2 separate regions of the Lactuca sativa genome follow, and region 2 is linked to region 1. A link is a contact called in public Hi-C data. All regions are on one chromosome and are shown on one strand. The core of a region is the stretch at or near the end of the contact, and the rest is flanking DNA. Distances in the headings are between cores, read along the strand shown. Region 1 holds the start of LOC111886471. Region 2 holds the start of LOC111886467 (respiratory burst oxidase homolog protein A).

Region 1 (4,338 bases), core at 1,173-3,672:
TCAGCTTAAGCTAAAGGTAATTAGAACATCTCTTTTATTTATTTGACGTAGAGTGAAATTAAATGAGTATAGAATTTTAGAATTGATACTTTTTTTTTATTGTTTTAAGATGGCATCAAATCAAAGTTGTATGTTGATTAAGTAAAACCAGGATGTTAATGTAAACTTATTTATTGAACTATAGTTTTGTTTGGATAACATTTCATGATTCCACCATATAACGTGTTGTTGTTCGTGTAATCTACTTAATTTTGGCATTGTCTTTATTTTTATAGACAAATTCCAAAATAAAAATAAAAATGAAACACCTCTAACCCATGCGTAGCATGAGTTTGCCTCCTAGTTGTTATATATGCGTGGTAAAGAAGAGCGTTGGCATATTATGGAGTTTTTTACATAATTGGAAATATATTGATTTATAGAAATGTTGGGATATTTTTTTCCCTTTTGTGATAGCTATCTTTGTTTTTTGTTTATTCTCTTGGCAGAGGGTTTGCATGTGGCTTTGAATGATGCTACTTGTGGTGTTTTTGTTTCGCGGTGTTCTAATTTTCATTTATTTTATACGGATGATGACTTGATTGTAAGGCATTGGGCTCGACAAAATATAAAGAATCTTGTTAGTGTGTTGCATTGTTTTTATTTAGGTTATGTCTTAAGATTAATTTACAGAAGTATAGGTTGCTTGGTGTGGGTGTGAGTACATATGAGGTTCAATGCTCATGAGATTTGTGTAAATATGGCTCGAGAAAAGGCATGGTATGTGAGTGTAGAAAGGTTTAAGTTCAACTTGTCTAAGTGGAATTCGCTCCTACTAAGGGTTGTTTGATTTTACTAAATCAACCATATCTAATTTTTTTTGGGTATATGATGAAAAAGGGAGAAAATGAGTTGGGTGAAATGGGATGTCAGGATGGCTTCCAAATAAAAAAAGCAATTTATCGGTAGTTTAAAATGACATGTGGCTTAATGTATAAAAAGATGTCATTTTATGTTCCAAACCCAAACCATATGGTGCAACTTTGTCTTAAAAAAAGTTAACATATTTGTATGGATGCTTCTTTTTTATTGGCTCCCTACGAGAGCTGGTCTATCTAATAAACAGATTGATGTAGATTCCTTATTTTCTCCTTGCTGTGGTTTGAGTGTGATGTAGAAGTTTTGTAAGTTGCTCATTTATGCCTCCAAGCCGTTGAGGAATGATGCATTGTTTTGATAATATAGTTGCTAGCATACATAATTGGTCCGCCTTCGGATTTACGAAACTAAAAATAAGTTGGGTGGTTTGGATGAATAATCTTGTTATGGCAATTACTTTGTAATTGTTTTTCTAGTTTATTGTTAGTTCTCAATGTATACAAAAATTAATTGTTTAATTTTTTTTACATTCATTTTTTTTTGTGAGATTAAAGTTTAAGTTATTAGGCATTTTATATTACATTATGTTTATTTGGAAGAAAAATTTATGCATTGTAATTTACAATTTGTGTTCTTATATGTCCATACTCCATAGTAATCATATGTTGTTTAGCACTTATTCGAATTTCTTGGTATAAATTATTTAAATTAAATACATTACTATTTATCTTAGGTGACACACAAAGTGTGTTTAATTTTCTATTTGCGAGGAAATCTTAGTATTTATTTGTGTTTGCTTGTTAATTGAAATTATTTGCTCAAATTTGTTATATAATCCTCTCTAATAAATGAAAATAATTTTGTCACTTGTCATCTTCTTATACATTAAGCCACATATCATTTTATAGTAAATTTAAATTAAATTATATCTATATGTCATTTTGTGGTTTTTTATATTTTATTAAATTTTATATAATACTTAAATGTATATCCAACTTATTAATGCAATTTTCCTTATAAGTTCCAAATTTCTAAATTAAATCTAATTATTTTAATTGTTTATTTATTTAAACTATTATTTTAAATTTAAAAGATAAATAAACATTTCAATTCTAATAATTAAATGTTTTTTTTATAAATTTAAATTTTATAAATTGTTAGATTTTTATGTTTGTTTATTTTTTTCAATAAACTCATATAATATATGCGTTTTATAACTAGTTTGAAATATTTTTCTTTTGTTGATCTTGCAAATGTGTGTTGGTAAATTAATGATCATTTGCTAACTTGATATCAATTCATAGGTGCTATATCCATGTGTTGGTTGATTTTAACATAAGATCAAATATAAAGAATAAAGCAAGGAAAGTATGAACATAATCAAGTAATCAGCAGAGTTTGAATCTTGTTTTAGATTTGATTTATTTAGGAATTGAATTTTGAATAGAATAAACTTTTTATATGAAATGACGTTCACACTCCAAAGCTTATTGTATTCCTTGGATAAGCGGGTCCCACTACTCGCCGGAATATACTTACCGGCGAACCCTACCAACCCACACTCCGCCCTTTTCCCGAAAACTATATATAGTCCTCATAATTTCTTTGCCCTAGCCCAGCCGCAACTACCCTTTCCCCTTTCTCTCTCTCCTGAAAATCCCCAAATGTTCTCTTCCCAAACCCTCAATCACTCGATGCCTTCATTCTAGTTACTTGATCAATTTTAACTAATCGGGGTTTATCATACAAAATGGTCAAAATTGGGTCGTCAATCGCTCGTTTGGTAGATCGAAGTTGACGATAGCGGAAGCAGCGACGATGTTTTGGATTTCGCGGTGGTGAAATACATGGACGCGGTGGAGTTACCACTTCCAGCTGCTATTGTTACAAAGATCATGAGATCGTCAGGTTGCGGTGGTGGAGGTGGGGTTACTAGGGTGGAGTTGCTAGGGAATCAATCGGAGCGTGAAACGTGCAGTAGCTCATTTCTTCCGGAGAAAGGTGTTGATTTCCTATCTATACTTATATATTTAGTTTATCTAAGATCCGTTCATCTTCAAATTTATTTTCTACTCCTTTCTTTCTCTATACAGTTAGTCTTCTAATTTGGGTGTTTAACCTAATGCAAACCATTTTCAAAATTGATTCGGGTTTTACTTCAAAATTAACTGTACTTGTCATATACCTTTTGATGTCGTTAGAGTTTTTTTTTTTTTTTTTTTTTTTTTTTTTTTCTTTTTCCTCCTAGAACTAAATCCATGTCAATTTCGAAGCTGTAAAGCACCTCTTTTTTGACATCAAAAGTCAAAACGTAGCTTTTCGGTAAAGATGGGGAGTAATCTTGTGTTGATATCATCTAAATTGCACATGTTCATTGAAATAGCATTTGCTGTTTAGTGATTGAAGTCGTAGAGGATATAAACAAGTCATCTCTGCAATCTAGGGTTTGCATAATATCACATTTTACTTTATGCTACTTGATTTCCATTCAAGTAAATAAATGATGGACCCTGAACTGAATTGATGTATCTGTACATGGACAGATAACAACTGTAATGCTAATGGTTCAAGACCAGTTTTCTGGAACAAGATGTCAGAAGAGGACCTCTACAGGTCAACCGGTCAACTGTCCAGTCATCGTAGTGAAGAAACATTTGTTGACCATGATATGACCTCTGTACCAGAGGCTAAACAATCACACAGAAAGTCTGGGAAATCATCTAGAAGCAATGGAAGTAGTTCTAAAAGGTCACGAGCAGCACATATGGAAGCTTCCATGAATCTAACAGGAGTAATCGATGCAAATGATCTACAAAAGGAGCATGGATCTTCTTACCCTGGAAAATACAACGTTTCAGGTAATAAAAAAACAAATACTATCACTAATACTTTACCATTATTCCTATATTTTTTTCTCACTTTTTACACTTGCAGCTAAACAGAAAACAACTGTATCTGGAAAACGAAGCGATAAAAGAAATGGCAAAATTCCTAAAAGCAAATGTGATTCTTTTTCTGTAAAGGCAGGCTTGTCAAGCTTCAGTTCATCTGCTGGTGGAAATAACATACTTGGTATGTCTTTTTTTTGGCAAGAAATTATTTCTTTGTTAACAAACTTTATAAAATCTTTTTTGATTTTTTGGTCAGGGGTATATGGTTCGAAACATGATATATGCGATTTTGGAAAGCATGTAGATGAAGTGTCACTGAATGAGCTTCTTGATGGTAGTTACAAGTGTCCTGATTCCATGAAAGACAAGGAAAAGAAAACAGAAGCTGTAAATGGAAGAATTTTGCTATCAGTTAGAGAAGCTTGCTCAATTCTTCAACTTAAGAAGCCTGGTCAAACTAGTCAAACCCCAAATGTGACACCTGTAGATGGTAATCATAATGCTTCTTCTTCCTTACCAAATGCTGCCATTTCTGGAGCTAACATGAATGATGACAATAAAGGAGATGCAGGAGATCCATCTTCTTGTA
Region 2 (4,413 bases), core at 1,826-4,325, 170 kb after region 1:
ATCACCCTCCTTAAGCCGACCACCCTCCTCTATAGGTGGATTCATAGTGTTGAGAAACAATAGCCAGCGTGGGTCTCCTTCACTGACAGGTAACCTCTTTTCTCCTTCTATTGGGTATTTAAGATTGGTGGTCAAATTAAGTGTTAATTAATCAAACGATTTTTTGTGTTGCTTGTTATTTTAATGAAATTCCGTTTTCTGTTTATATTAAGTATTTAACATGTATGGCTAGTTATTCTAATGAAATCCATGTGAAATTAGTAAGAGTCGTCGAGCAAAAGCCATACCATTAAAAGAGAAATGTTAATGGATAATTAAAAAATCAAAACATTAATGTAATAAATGGAGATTCCAAATGAGCTAGCTTACCTTTCTTTCTTTGTTTAAAAAACATTTTATGTTTTTGGTTTATTAGGTTGTTGCCATTGTTTTCCACAATCAATTTAGAAATTTGCAAGATAATCAATTAAAGCTTTAATTATTAATTAAAAGATAAAAAATAGTTGCACAGCAACTGCCAGTTATTTCAATTTATGATGTGTTGGCATTAGTTTGATTTGATTATGTGAAAATATCTGGTTTTTGATTTGCTTATGTGAAAAACTTAATTTACGTTTAATTATATAGGACCCTATTTTGTTTGGTAACTTTTATAATTAACAAATCAATACTTACCATTTGTCATATTTTAGGATAATGTCTAACAAGTATTTATTGAAATGCAGGAAAGAGAATCTAAAGAATCTAACCATGTTGTATGCATTCTGTTAGTGTCAACACATGTTTTATGTAAATTTTATATTCTCATGGAATAAATAGGTTTTTGCATTATAATATGGAAAAAAAAGTAAACATGGCAAACAATAGTGTATTCTAGCATAATTTATTTTATGTATAAACATTATAAAGCATAAAATGTATAAATTCATTCTGTCATAATGTCTTTAAGAATGTTTGTTAACAACAAGTATATTTGTGTAATAACTTGTAATACTAACGAGTAATGCATGTTATTCTTTCAAAATGGCTTGAAGAAGGAATCAAATATTGATCGTACAAGAGAAAGACTTTGAATCGAGTTAACCAACAAGTATATTTGCGAAGAATTACATTCTTATGATAATACATCACATTTTCATAAGAATAGTAGGAATCAAGTGAATTCTTTGGACCACTGAAGAAGATCAACAATATTTGTTCAATAATTGTATATTTAATAATGCTATTTTTTAAGAATTTTATTTATTTTTTATGATATTTTTTTAGAATGTGTATAACTATATTGAAATGTATAAGGCTACTAGTCTTTAAAAATATGTATAAATTTGTATTTAAGTTCAGATGTAGATGAATAATAAAATCATAGACCCTCATTATGACTTGGATGCATATGAAGAATATGAAGAATTGTTAAATAAAGTTAATTAACAAAAATATCTTAATTGGATTATATTCTGTAAGAATAAATTGAAAATATCTTTACTAGTTTATGCCTTTATGGTTATCATTATGTCAGAATAAATTTGATTATTATATAAAATTACATTATAATTAAAATTGAATTAATTTAAAAAATTCAGATTTTTAAAATTAGGAGAATTAATTATCCATTAAAATCAGCAAATTTCATTTTTTAAATATAGTTTATTGTCCAAAATACCCTTATGTTGAAATTTGTGTGATTATATAGTACATGTTATCCCATTGTAATATCATAGACCTTTATATCATGACCATTAATTATATTCATCCATTGGTCCAAAATTATGGTTACGAATATAAATAGATGTTATGAATAAAATAACCTAACCATATATATATACGTATTCACATTCTTTTCTTTTTGAACCAGAGAAGAAATAAAAAAGAAGAGAAATTATATATATATATATATATATATATATATATATATATATATATATATATATATATATATATATATATATATATATATATATATGAGAGTTGAAATTTATAGAATTTTTATGACTGTCATGAATGACGATACAAACAAAAATAAGATACTCCTGTGGAATATTGGAACTCGCGTTCTGTTAACAAATACAAAGAAAAAAATATATAAGTTAGAAAAAATTTCTATTGAAATCAGACAAAAAAGCATAATGAAAATTTGGCTCCAAAAATCACACAAATATATGTTTATCAAGGCAATTTCTTATAAGATAACTATAGATTTTCATAGTATGATTTTGGATTTTCACGATCAACATGAAAGACATCTTATTTTAAAAGATAGTATTTACAGATTTTCATAGATAACATTATTTTTTATCAATACAACATCATTTTGGTTTAAAAAAATCGTAGCCCGGCTTGATTTTAGCATTTTCCATTTTTTTGGTCGTTTAGTAAAGAAAACCTTAAAAAAAATATGATTATTATCTCTTAATTACAGAAGTGGAAATTGATTTATATTCGAAAGATATTGATATAATTATATGTCGGAATATAATATTGTAAGAAAACAAAAAAAAAAAAAAAAAATCAATGAAAAATCATTATGACACGGTTAGAAAACTTAAACACCTACTATACCTGCTGCCATTTTCATTATTGATCGCAATAACTAAATGAATTATTTAATGCAAATAGAAATTAATTTGGACGATGAAAAGCATAAGATTACATCTTTACTACAAAAGTGTTAACACATGTACATCAAATCATCTTCGCTACTTATTCACTACACAGTACTAACACATAGAAATAGTTACCACTCTACATCATATATATATATATATATATATATATATATATATATATATATATATATATATATATATATATATATATATATATATATATATATATATATATATATATATATATATATATAACTAGATTAAATAAAAAAAAACATAATTTTAAACTTAAATAATCACTTTACTAATAAGAAAAATAAATAAACATATTGCTAATTTTTAAAATTAAATAAACATATATAATTATATATAATTGATGGTCTAACTTAATTCAAATAGGGTGTAAAAAAATTGAAAGACATAATGTTAGGGACCATAATTGTAACTTAAATTGAAAACAAAATTGGAGAATTCGTTGGATCGTCCACAAATACCCATTTTTGTTTTCTTCTTCATGTGTTCTTCCACAAAAACCAGTTTAGCCATCGCTGAAAATTGAAGCTTCAATCTTCCCTTTTTACACCATTTAATTACATTTAAATCATATCTCCACATATTATTGTCTCATTTTCTAAAATTTGGAAGAAAAAATGTGATTGGTTGCCACATAGGCTTTTACGCGTCAAAAACGGTGTCATACCCGATGGCCTAATCGGATTTAGGCATATCCGGGTCCAGTGAATCTCTGATCGTTAGCAATGAACATGTCTCTTTCCTCTCCCTCTCTCCGCCTCTAGAACAGCCACCGCGTGTATACGTCTTTTCTTCTAATCCCCCCACACGTATTACCTTCCAATCTTCATTCTTTTTTCACAGTCCATCTTTCCCAGCTTCTGTTTTTGTTGTAAGGATTTTGTTGGTGAACTAAGTTATGAGAGGTGGAAGAGTCGGGCGTCACGAGCGCCGGTGGGCGTCCGACACCGTCCCAGATGATATGTTGATCAGTGGAAGTTCTTCACCGGCTTACACAGATACGTCGTCAGTGAATCCAGGGGAGGAGTTTGTTGAAGTGACTCTTGATCTTCAGGATGACGACACTATTGTTCTACGTAGTGTGGAGCCGGCGACGGTGATCCACGTGGATAATGATATTGGAGGAGGTATGGAAACTCCGGCATCGGCGACTTCGTCTCGATCTCCGACAATGCGACGGAGCTCATCCAACCGATTCCGACAGTTTTCACAGGAATTGAAGGCTGAAGCGGTGGCGAAAGCGAGGCAGTTCTCGCAGGAACTCCGGAGGTTTCCATGGAGTTACGGGCACACGTCACGTGCATCGTCTTCCTCGGCGATGCAAAACACCGCCGTAGGAAGTGGAGGATTGGATTCGGCGTTGGCTGCTCGTGCAATGCGTAGACAGCGCGCTCAGCTTGATCGAACTCGCTCCGGCGCGCATAAAGCTCTTAAAGGTCTCCGATTCATCAGTAAGAGTAAAATCAACGGTTTAGATGGTTGGAACGAAGTACAGAACAATTTCAACAAGCTTGCAAAGGATGGATTTCTCTATCGTGCAGATTTCGCACAATGCATAGGTTAATTCCCTCAACGAATTATTCTAGGGATTCTGAAATTAGGAGTCCGAAATCTTCTGAATATTCATTCTCCTCTCCGATTCATTTTTCATTCTATTCTTATTGATGCGATTCATCCATTTTTGCATATGAAGGAATGAAAGATTCAAAAGAATTTGCTCTTGAAGTCTACGATGCTCTTAGCAGAAGACGAAGACTAAAAGTTGACAAGATCAGTC

The links. A called contact is a pair of places that touch in the nucleus more often than the background predicts.
Region 2: a contact with region 1 is called in a Hi-C map of leaf, with 4 times the contacts expected there. The contact joins the promoter of LOC111886467 here to the promoter of LOC111886471 in region 1. A contact is called at or near these places in 2 of 4 Hi-C or Micro-C datasets (bud and leaf).

Annotation. Positions count from the first base shown.
Region 1 is chr3:12,989,159-12,993,496 of Lsat_Salinas_v11, forward strand. LOC111886471 reads left to right here and starts at 2,423. Exons shown (of 7, transcript XM_023882713.3): 1 at 2,423-2,859; 2 at 3,402-3,716; 3 at 3,793-3,930; 4 at 4,006-4,338. The coding sequence starts at 2,706.
Region 2 is chr3:13,158,138-13,162,550 of Lsat_Salinas_v11, forward strand. It overlaps LOC111886467 (respiratory burst oxidase homolog protein A), which reads left to right and starts at 3,076. Exons shown (of 13, transcript XM_023882708.3): 1 at 3,076-4,195; 2 at 4,330-4,413. The coding sequence starts at 3,535.